Regions from separate parts of the Rattus norvegicus genome. Here region 1 is linked to region 2. A link is a contact called in public HiChIP or PLAC-seq data. All regions are on one chromosome and are shown on one strand. The core of a region is the stretch at or near the end of the contact, and the rest is flanking DNA. Distances in the headings are between cores, read along the strand shown.

Evidence for each region. HiChIP or PLAC-seq counts read pairs in DNA pulled down with a chosen protein or histone mark.
Region 1: a contact with region 2 is called in an H3K27ac HiChIP or PLAC-seq map of oligodendrocytes, with 5 times the contacts expected there. The contact joins the promoter of Slc16a13 here to the promoter of Dlg4 in region 2. A contact is called at or near these places in 2 of 12 Hi-C or Micro-C datasets (both in liver) and 1 of 1 datasets of contacts at active chromatin or transcription factors (oligodendrocytes).

The regions. Positions count from the first base shown.
Region 1 is chr10:55,434,035-55,438,830 of GRCr8, forward strand. Slc16a13 (solute carrier family 16, member 13) reads right to left here and starts at 2,411. Exons shown (of 4, transcript NM_001005530.1): 1 at 1,928-2,411; 2 at 1,644-1,787; 3 at 69-806. The coding sequence starts at 2,126.
Region 2 is chr10:55,237,790-55,242,516 of GRCr8, forward strand. Dlg4 (discs large MAGUK scaffold protein 4) reads left to right here and starts at 1,995. Exons shown (of 20, transcript NM_019621.2): 1 at 1,995-2,080. The coding sequence starts at 2,051.

The DNA.
Region 1 (4,796 bases), core at 1,161-3,660, 200 kb after region 2:
CCCAGGTTCCTTTCCCCAACTAGACACCATGACATGCCCTGCCCAGTCGGCCACCCTGTTTTCCTTACCTGATAGAGGAGCCCCCAGTAGCCCCCCGACACTCTCTATCATCTGCACGAGTCCCAGGCCACAGTAAATCCTTCCAGTCCCCACCAACTCAGGAATTACGGAGAAGGCCACTGGGGTCAGGGCTCCCGAGGTGAAGCCATAGGCCACAGCCAGAACCACCAGGGTTGTGGAAGCCTGGGCAACAGGGAACAGAGCTAGTGACACCCCAGTCAGGGTGGTCCAAAGCATCAAAAGTCTTGCCACAGGTCCTGGGACTGCATCTCCCAGCCAACCAGATGCCACACGCCCCACAAGGTCAGAAATAGCAGCCACTGAAAGCAGGAAGGCAGCAGGCAGGGGGTCCCAACCCAGGTCCTGCAGATGAGCCACCAGATGGACGTAGGGAATGAAGTAGCCAGTGTTGATCAGGGTGAGGGCAACAGTGTATCGGAGGAAGGGACCATGACAGAGGAGGGAGGTGATCTGGGCCCAAGGGCCACCCACAGCAGTGTCTTCAGTCAGGGAGAGTGGGCGGAGGAGAGCACCACAGGCCACCAGGTGTAGGGAGAGGGCAGACACTAACAGGAGTGCTCCCCTCCAAGCGTAGTTGTTGAGCAGCCACTGGAAGAGGGGGGCGAACGCAAAAGAGGAGATGCCCACTCCAGTCAGGGCCAGCCCCATGGCCAGAGATCGTCGCTGAGAGAAGTAACGGGAAAGGCAGGCCAGGGTCGGAGTGAAGGTCAGGGCCCAGCCAGAGCCTGTGGAAAGGAAAACAAGGTGGGAGGCTGTGGGCTTTGGAGGTGTTTAGAGCACCCAGCAATCCCAACACTACTTAGTGGCAGACTAGCCCCTGCTTTGGACTCCCTCAGACCTGGGTCCTCATAGTGCTGGCTTTAACATTTTCTAGCTGTGTGACGTTCTGTGTTCTGCTTATTCTCCCAGGCTCAACCACCTCATCTGCAAAATGGGGTTAACACACTTTATGGCACTGGTGTCTGTCCTTCTTGATGTATTGACTCTTCAGTACAGTTCCTCATGCTGTGGTGACCCCCAACCATAAGATTATTTTCATCACTACTTCCTAACTGTATTTTTGCTACTGTTATGAATCGTGAATGTAAATATCTGATGTCAGGGTGTATCTGCTATGCGACCCCCATGAAGGGATCGTTTGACTCTCTCAGAGGGGTCGCTCCCCACATGTTGAGAATCTGGGAAGACAAGAGATAGTGGTCCTAAAGTAATTAACACAAAACTTTGGCATTAAGAGCCCCATTTCTACTGTTTCTGGCTACATTAATCTTCCTTTGCCCAGGTGTGTAAGCATGGAAAGCTTCATTGTTATTTTTTAAGTAGGCAATGATATCTATTTCAGCCCATACGTAGCACAATCTTAAAGAAATTCTCCCTTCTACACTCCAGCCTGATGGGTTTGGGCTTGTGCTTTCTGGATTATCTCTGACTTAGTCATTCAGCTTAAGAATTTCCTTCAGGGCATAGGTTCTCCCTAAGCCTTTTTGGAAAGAGGAAAGAAGGTGAAAATCCAAACGCTTAAAATCCAGGCCTTGGACTTCTGCCCTTGCCCAGGGTCTCACCTGACAGCAGCCCAATACTCAGGTATAGGTGGGTCAAGGAGGTAGCAAATGAGGCAAGCAGCATCCCCAGCGCAGCCAAGATGCCCCCAGTCATCACCACAGGCCTGGGCCCCAACTTCGTGCTCAGGGCACTGCCTATTGGGCCTGGGGAATTGGAATGGGTTCTGCGAGGTGGTCTCCGCCATCCTCCCTCAGCATCCTCCCGACACTTTTCCCTTTCTGGTCCCCAAACTCCCTCTTTTCTCCGAGGGTGGCAGACCACCGCACCCGAACGCAGCACTCACTCCCAAACTGCTGCACCGCGATCCCTATGGAAGCGATCCAGGAGACTCTGGCTGCCTGCTCCTCAAACGCCGCCACAAATTCCACGAAGAAGACACCAAAGGAACGGAGCACCCCAAACACGAGCGCCGACTGGAAGAACGCTGAGAGCACCACCATCCATCCCCAGCCCCCATCGGGGGGCTCAGTCCTATGCACCATTCCGGAAGGAACAAAGGGGTAGCTCCTAAGAGCCCCTGCTTGATCTGGGCTTTAAACCGCTCACTTTGGCCCTCCCACCAACCCTGCAGGACGCTTGGCGCTAAGCTGGGGCTGGTCGCCAGGAAGTTACTGATAAAGCATGTGGCGCCTGCGCCTTTCCCCAAGAGAAAGGAGGCCTATGAACCGGGACCTGCCACCGACACAGGGCCGGGTTAGCCCGCAGCTGAGACCCAGACGCCAGCCAGATGATTTCTTTAGAGGCCAAAAAGCAAAACCAGGTTCGAGCCACAACCCTAACGAGAGGTAATCTGGTTGTGGATTATGTTATCTTTGAAGAATCACCACCTGCCTAAGTGGGCCACATCCAACACTTGGCTCGCCAATTAGGATGCAGTTCTTCAGAGCAGGGGGTGGGTCCGGAGGGGCTGGGCGGGGTTTACAGCATTGTTCTGGACCTGCAGTGAGAGAGGGGCGCATGCGTAGGGCGGGGCATGAGGAGGCTAGGTCTCACGTGACAAGGGACCTACCGCGAGGGTTCTGCGGGTGCTGGGTCAATCACATTTCCAGACTTGCATCAAAGGGTTGGTTCTGGATAAACTGGTCCTGACCAGGCAGAAACTCACTTGCTTAGTGAGGGATCCAAGAATTGCCAGGCAGCGTGGGTACGAAGGGATAGGTTATGAGGTAAGAGTCAAACTGATAGAGCACTTGAGGCGACTAGAAATGCCCTGAAAAATTCTAGACGACTGAATCGAGGGGTAGGGGGCGAGGAAGAGAGAAGACTGGAAAGCACAGACTGTGATTCCAGCTGCTCTGGAACCAGGGGCAAGATCATGGTCAACGTGGGCAGTTTATCTAGACCCTGTCTCAATTTTTAAAAATTAATTAAGAGGGGGTATACGGAACTATTGAATAGTAGGTCCTGGTTCAATTCCCCGTATTGCTCCCCACCCCACCCCCACCCCCGTTATAAAGCGGGGAGGCAGGGAACTGAAGAACGAAGCCGGTGACGTGTTGGAGTCCTGGCATTCGTTTCTGTAATGAGAATTTTTTTTCCTGCCGTTTCTGACCCCACTAGCAGGAAACTTGCAGGTCACTGAGACCAAAAATAACTGGGGAGAGGAAGGGCGGCTGTCACACCATCCGAGTCCCCCATTCCTACCTACTTTTCCCTCAGCGCTGCTGGAAGCTTTCTCTAAGCCTTCTAGTACTGGCCATTTCCTGAGCAGTTGTTTTGGTTTTTTGATCTTATGCTGAACTACTTAAGAGAGACCATCTATGACCCTGGTCACTGGAGCAATCAGCCTCTTATCTAACCAGGGCTCTAGCAGGAACTTCCCCCTCACCTCGTGAGAGCAATGACTTGGGCTTTTCTTTTACTATACCTCAGGCTCCCCAGGACTCTGACCTTGAAACCTTGGGTTTGAATTCATACGCAGACCAATGGGGAATGAGGCAAACAAGAGGGGGATGGGATAAGAATCTATGCTGTTAAGAAATCATACTGTAGGGGCTGGAGAGATGGCTCAGCAGTTAAGAGCACTTGCTGTTCTTGCAGAGGACCAGGGCTCAGGTCTTGTCAGCTCCCACGGTGTGGTCTGTAACTCCTGTCCCAGGGGATCTGACACCCTCTTCTGGCCTCCACAGGCACTGTACCCATGTGGGTCACGTACATACATGTAGGCAAAACACTACACATTAACATAAATATATAAACCAAGTTTGACTGCACAGACCTGTCTGCAACCCCAGCTATTTAAGAGACTGGGGTAAGAGGGCAGCAAGCTTGAGGCATGTCGGGATTACAGACTGAAATGAAGGCCAGTCTGGGCAATTTAGTGTGATCCTATTTTAAGGGAATAAATGGTGAACTTGGCCGTGTTAGCATGCCCCAGTTACTCTGGTACTTAGGAGGCAGAGTCAAGTTTGAAACCAGCCTGAGCTACATATTAGACCCTGCCTCAAAAGCTCGAGGGGCTAGAGAGATGGTGTAGCAGGTGAAGTGCTTGCTTTGAGGGCCTGGTAACCCGAGTTCAATCCCTGAAACTCAGGAACTCGGAAGGAGAGACCTGACTCCACAAAGTCATCCTCTAACTTTCACACGTATACACGCCATGGTGTGTGCACACGAAAATACCACACATGCATGCGACCATAATAAATTAGTTAGGTTTATAAAATGAAAAGCCCTGTTCTCTAAACCCAAAGGGTTTTGGCCTCTCGTGGAAGTCCCTGGGTTCAATCCCTTGCACCAAGCAAATCCAAACCAACTTATGTTGCATTTCTCAGTGCATATGTGGAAAATGAAATGCTGAAATCCTTTGGGTCTGCAGTTTTGTTATCCGTAGACTCATGAACAGGGATATGTCAATGGTGTAGAAAATACTTGAGTCTCAAAAGAGCCTGGTCTTTAGAACTTTAGAATCAGATCACAGTCCCAATCTTGTCTTTACCACGTTTTACTTGGTCAAGAGACTTAACTTCTCAATTGGTTTCATCTGGGAACTGGGGAGAATACTCCCTACTTTTTTAGAGTTGCTGGGGGTTAAAGATAAGTCTATGCATTTAACATATGGTAAGTAATGATAGCTGGTCCTATTTTTGATAGGGGCCAAGCTGTAACTTCTGCTTAGTTTCTGTATTTTGCTTTTTTAAATAACCTAGGTTATG
Region 2 (4,727 bases), core at 745-3,244:
CCACCTTTATGTGGGTCCCTGATGTCAGGCTTGACAACAAGTTCATTTACCCAGTGAGCCATGTCACACCCACTCCCCACCCTGTCCCCCCTGTCCCCTTCTCAATATGGTCAGGTCTGGGAAGGAAAAGCTGAATTCTGAATTGTTGGGACTACCTTAGATAGAATCATCTCCCCCCACTCTCAGAAAAGTTGCTAAATTATGCCAGATTTTTGGGGAGGCACACTATGTGAGCAAGGTGTCACCTGATGACCTGGGGAAGAACGGAGCCATGACCTGCTTGTCTACACTACAACTGCTTAGGGTGAAGACAGCTCAGCTTCAATCCTGGCGGATTAGGGAGATTAAATGGAGAGAAGAGAGATGTCCCAGAGACCAAGAGGTGAAAAACGGGTCTTTGAAGGGGAGAGATCTAGGTCCGTGATGGGGGCCCAGGGGCTCCTTCTCTTGCTGAATCTTTCCATAGGGTCCAGAAAGAGAGGACAAAGGCTGGGAAAACCTTAGATGATTAAGTATGTGAGTGGCTTGGTCTCCATCCTTTGTCACTTGCTTTTTACCAGCTCCCAGGTCAGCCCTCTGGCTCCTGGCCCCGCCACTATTGCGGTGGGCACCTCCCCTCCTCACAGTGCTGCACAGTGACCTCTTCCAGGCCTTGCTGGGTGAGTAATGCTAGTGTTCTGAGGGGCCACAATGGAAAGGGCTGGCCTGCGGTATGGGGTCACCTGTTATAGGTTCTAGGCTGGTTGGAATCCTGCAGAGCCCCTAGTCCAGGCTCTTGCTTTTGTGGTCATCCCACTGTGTCCCAGCAGCATCCATCCTAGCTAGAGGAACTTGTCTCTCAACACACAGAGCCATGGGTAGCAGGGGTGGCCAGAGGGGCCTGAGGTTTGGGAGGTGACTTAATTCTGTTCCTGTGACAGACATCCTGGACTATTATGAGGCTTGCATCTTAGAGAGTCAGGTAAGGTGATGATGGTGGGTGCCTGGCTTCCTGACTGCTCAAGCTGGCAGGACTGGAGGGATGAGGACGTTCTTGCTAATTTTAAACTGAGACTTAGGGGCCTTGGCAACAAAATCCCTAGTACTGACTGAGGAGTCGGGGGCACTGACAGTGCTCTTTCTGTGGGCAGCCAGCCCTGTACCCTTTCTCCGTTCTCCCCTTTCTTGGCTTGCCCCAATTTCAGCACCAGAAAGTCCAGGTCATAATTAATTACTTTTCAGACTTCTTCCTGTGACTCCTAGGGGAGAACTAGGTCCCCAAGGTTCTCTAATGTTAGCCCCTCCCTCAGCCCCGTACCCCGTGGTGTGGCCTCCCTCCAGCACTCAACCAGCCAGGGATGCTCTCATCTCAGATGTGGGCCTTTTCCCTCTAAGGAATGAAATCCGTCCTCGTCTTTAATGTCATCATCGAGGTTAGCCAGGTCTCCATGTTTGCCGTAGGGCCTCTCTGCTTGTGCTTCTATCTCCTTTCCCATTATCCGGGTTCCTGCCAGCAGTGAAGGAGTTAACACTGCCAAGGCACCCCCCCATTCTGGCTCCTAGCTCCCTCCCTCCCTCCCCCTGCTTCCTCTCTCCTCCTCTCTCCCCTTCCCTCCTCGGCTCCGCGGCTACATCGGCCGCTGCCATCTCCAACCCCCCCCACCCCACTCCCCCGCCACGGCCCCTAGCCCCTGGCCGTTTGGCAAGACCCCCGCATACCCCGGGGCTTCCCGAAATCCAGATCCCCTCCCCCACCCCAGCTCATGCCCCAGCCCCAGAACTCCGGGGCTGCCAGCCCCCTGTGCCCCTGCCCCTCCTGAGAATCGGGGTGTGCTCCTCAAGCCCCCTCCCCTCCACTGGGGAGCCCCCTTTAGGGTCCCCCCTCCCTTCCACGCTCCCCTACCCTTCTCTTCTCCAACCTTCTCCTTCCCCTCTCACCCCTCCCCCCATCCTGGCCCCCCCTGCAAAAGTGGGGTGCGGAGGGGGGAGGGGTGAGAACCCACCGAGGGGAGGAACAAAACTCCAATGAAGTCAGAGCCCCCTACTCGCCGCCGCGGCCAGGCCCCCCAACATGGACTGTCTCTGTATAGTGACAACCAAGGTAAGCATGATGGGGGGAGCAGTGGGGAGGGGGAGTAGGTAATGAATTTGTGGAGAAGGCTTAGGTAGGCCTTATCTAGGGTTGCAGGCACTGAAGTGAGCGCATCTAAAGTAAGATGTATTAGAGGGGTCACAATTTAGTTTTGGGGTTCACATCTGAGAAAACGATGGATTTGGTCCACAGGTGCCTCCTGGAGTGATCATTTTGTACCTATAAAGAAATGGAGAATTTGATTTGGTGTTTGGGGTGTCTTGGTGGGCTCTGGTGTTCATCAGCAGTGTTTTGAGGGCAATTTATTTAAGGAGAAGCCCGCCTGCCTCACATGGGAGTTCTGCTCATATATGTGGGAAGGTGGGCTATGTGAGTGTGTTAGGGGGAGGGTTGTCTTCCTTCCTGGGCAAAAAAGCTCATTTCAAGATGCTGACCAATTGACCAATTTTGGGGGGGTGTCTCTTGGCATAAGGGTAAAGGTTACTGGTTGTGTCTGGCTTGTCTGGCTGTGTCAACTAGCAGGTAAGGGTGGGCCTTCAGGTAATAAAACATCTTGTGCTAGACATGTTTGAGATGCTCCTGATTTGAGGGAATTGTACATTTAGGGTTTAATTATGTGGAATAGAGTGAGTGACCTGGGAGTTTCCAGAGGGCTGAGGCCTGATGCAGCCTTACCTGAGAGAATGGACCAGGTGGGATTAGGATTCAGGGTACTCCCATGGGAGCTAGAAGGTTGCAAAGCTGAGGTTGTCATCTCGTAAGAAGGATGAGAGGTGTGGGGTAGGAGGATAAAAAGAAGGTAGTTGAGGAGGGGGACCATGTGGGTGGTACAAAATTTGGGGGTAGCCCAGGCAGGTGCCCACTATTCCCATCTCCCACATTTTATCTAGCCTTGGTCAAGAGAACAGAATAGCAGATGGGGAGGGGGGCTGTTACCCTGACGCTTGAGAGGACACCTGGATCTAAGGGTCTCTGAAGGCTTGTGAGGTGAAGAGGCCACTGGGGTAAAACGGTATAGAAAGAGGGCAGGGCTGGCGGAACTGGGATCCATACAGGGTACAAGGGTGTCCCTGTGGTCAGAGCCTGGAAAGAGTGGGAGATCTGGGATGAAAGCCCAAGAAGCTTAGGTCGGTCGCTTGCTCCCAGACTCTGGGACTGGCAGGCTAGATGCCTGGTGTGAGGAGGGAGGCTTGGGCGGGCGGCAGGCAGCTGGGGGTTGGGGGGTGGGACAGGAAGTGGGGGCCGGGGGAGGCGGGGTCCGGGTGAGTCACAGGCTGGGGAGGGGGTTATATTTAGTGGGAACTGCAGCTTCTTATGGAAGGAAGCTGAGGACACACATGTTCCTTGCCACAAACTCACACATGTGTATACACATGCATTGTGCACGTGTGAACATGATTAGAGATTGGGGACTGAAGATTTCAGGTCTGCATCCTTTACCCCATCTACAGGGCTGGTTGTTTTTCTCCTGGTCTGTGGATTTTGGGCTTTCTTCCAGGCTGCTGCTTCTCTTATCCCCCGTAGTTTTCAGTAGATTTTTGTGCCTCGGTTCTTCTAGCCCTCTTTCAGTCAGTGTCTGCCTGTGTTCTTTGTGCCTTCTGTCCTTAGGCCTAATCCCTGGCCTTGGCAACCTAGCTGTCATCACCTTTGTACTGATGTATATAGGAACTCATTGGAATGTGTGAGTTCTCCTTCTAACATGAACACATGAAATCCAATAAGGGTGAGGGGCTTAGTAGCACTGGTAGCTATTCTGAGTGGATGTGTCTATTCATTTCTCTGCTCCAGTTTTCAATGTGTTCGATGGAACACATGATTGAGCAACCCTGAAGGTAGGAGGCTTGCCTAGAGGATCATGTATTCAGGTCTTACTGAGGTTTGGAGACCCATGTTTGCAACATTCATTGGTCAGAAAACTTGTCAGCCTTAGATGGAGGGACTCCAACTCCCATAAGGCCTTGAGGTACAAGATCCTTCAATAGTAGAGCGTCGTGGTCCACAGGACTGTTGGGAGTTGTGGTTCCTCTCTATCCAGGCCAGTTGAGGGTGGCCCAGGAGAAACCAGCAGGGGGCACATGGCTTCTGCCCTCCGAAAATGCTGGGGAGTGGGATTGGGAGTGCTCAGCCTTTGTAGTCACTGAGCTCTCCTGGTCTGTTTGACAGCCTTCCCATTTTTCGTTGCCTATATTTATAAATTGCTGCAGTAATTTAAGGAACATTTTTGAATACTTAATATATGTTCAGCTCTGTACTCCGTGGAAACTCTGCTTTACAGCTATCACTGAGTCTTATTCGGTACCTAGATCTCTGCCAGTATCTCTATCTCTGAGCAGCTTTCTCCCACTCCGCCCCCGTCCCTCCCCCTTCTCCCCGCGCTGCTGCCGCAGTTGTCATGGTAACCAGCGACGACTGAAGTTGCGTGGCGTACTTGAGGGCAGGGCGAGGGTGGTGGAGGGCGGAGCAGAACAAATGGAGGCTGGGGGGAAAGTAGGGAAGAAATAGGGGGCATTTGGCCAGGGCCCTGGAGGCGAAGTGGTTAAGCCCTCTGGGTGGTCCTTATTGGGCAAAGCTAAGATGCTGTGGGCGGGGCAATGTGTCCAATAGCTTCATTCATTGGTCGGCAGGGGCGTGGCGGAAGGGTAGTGTGGGCGAGGCC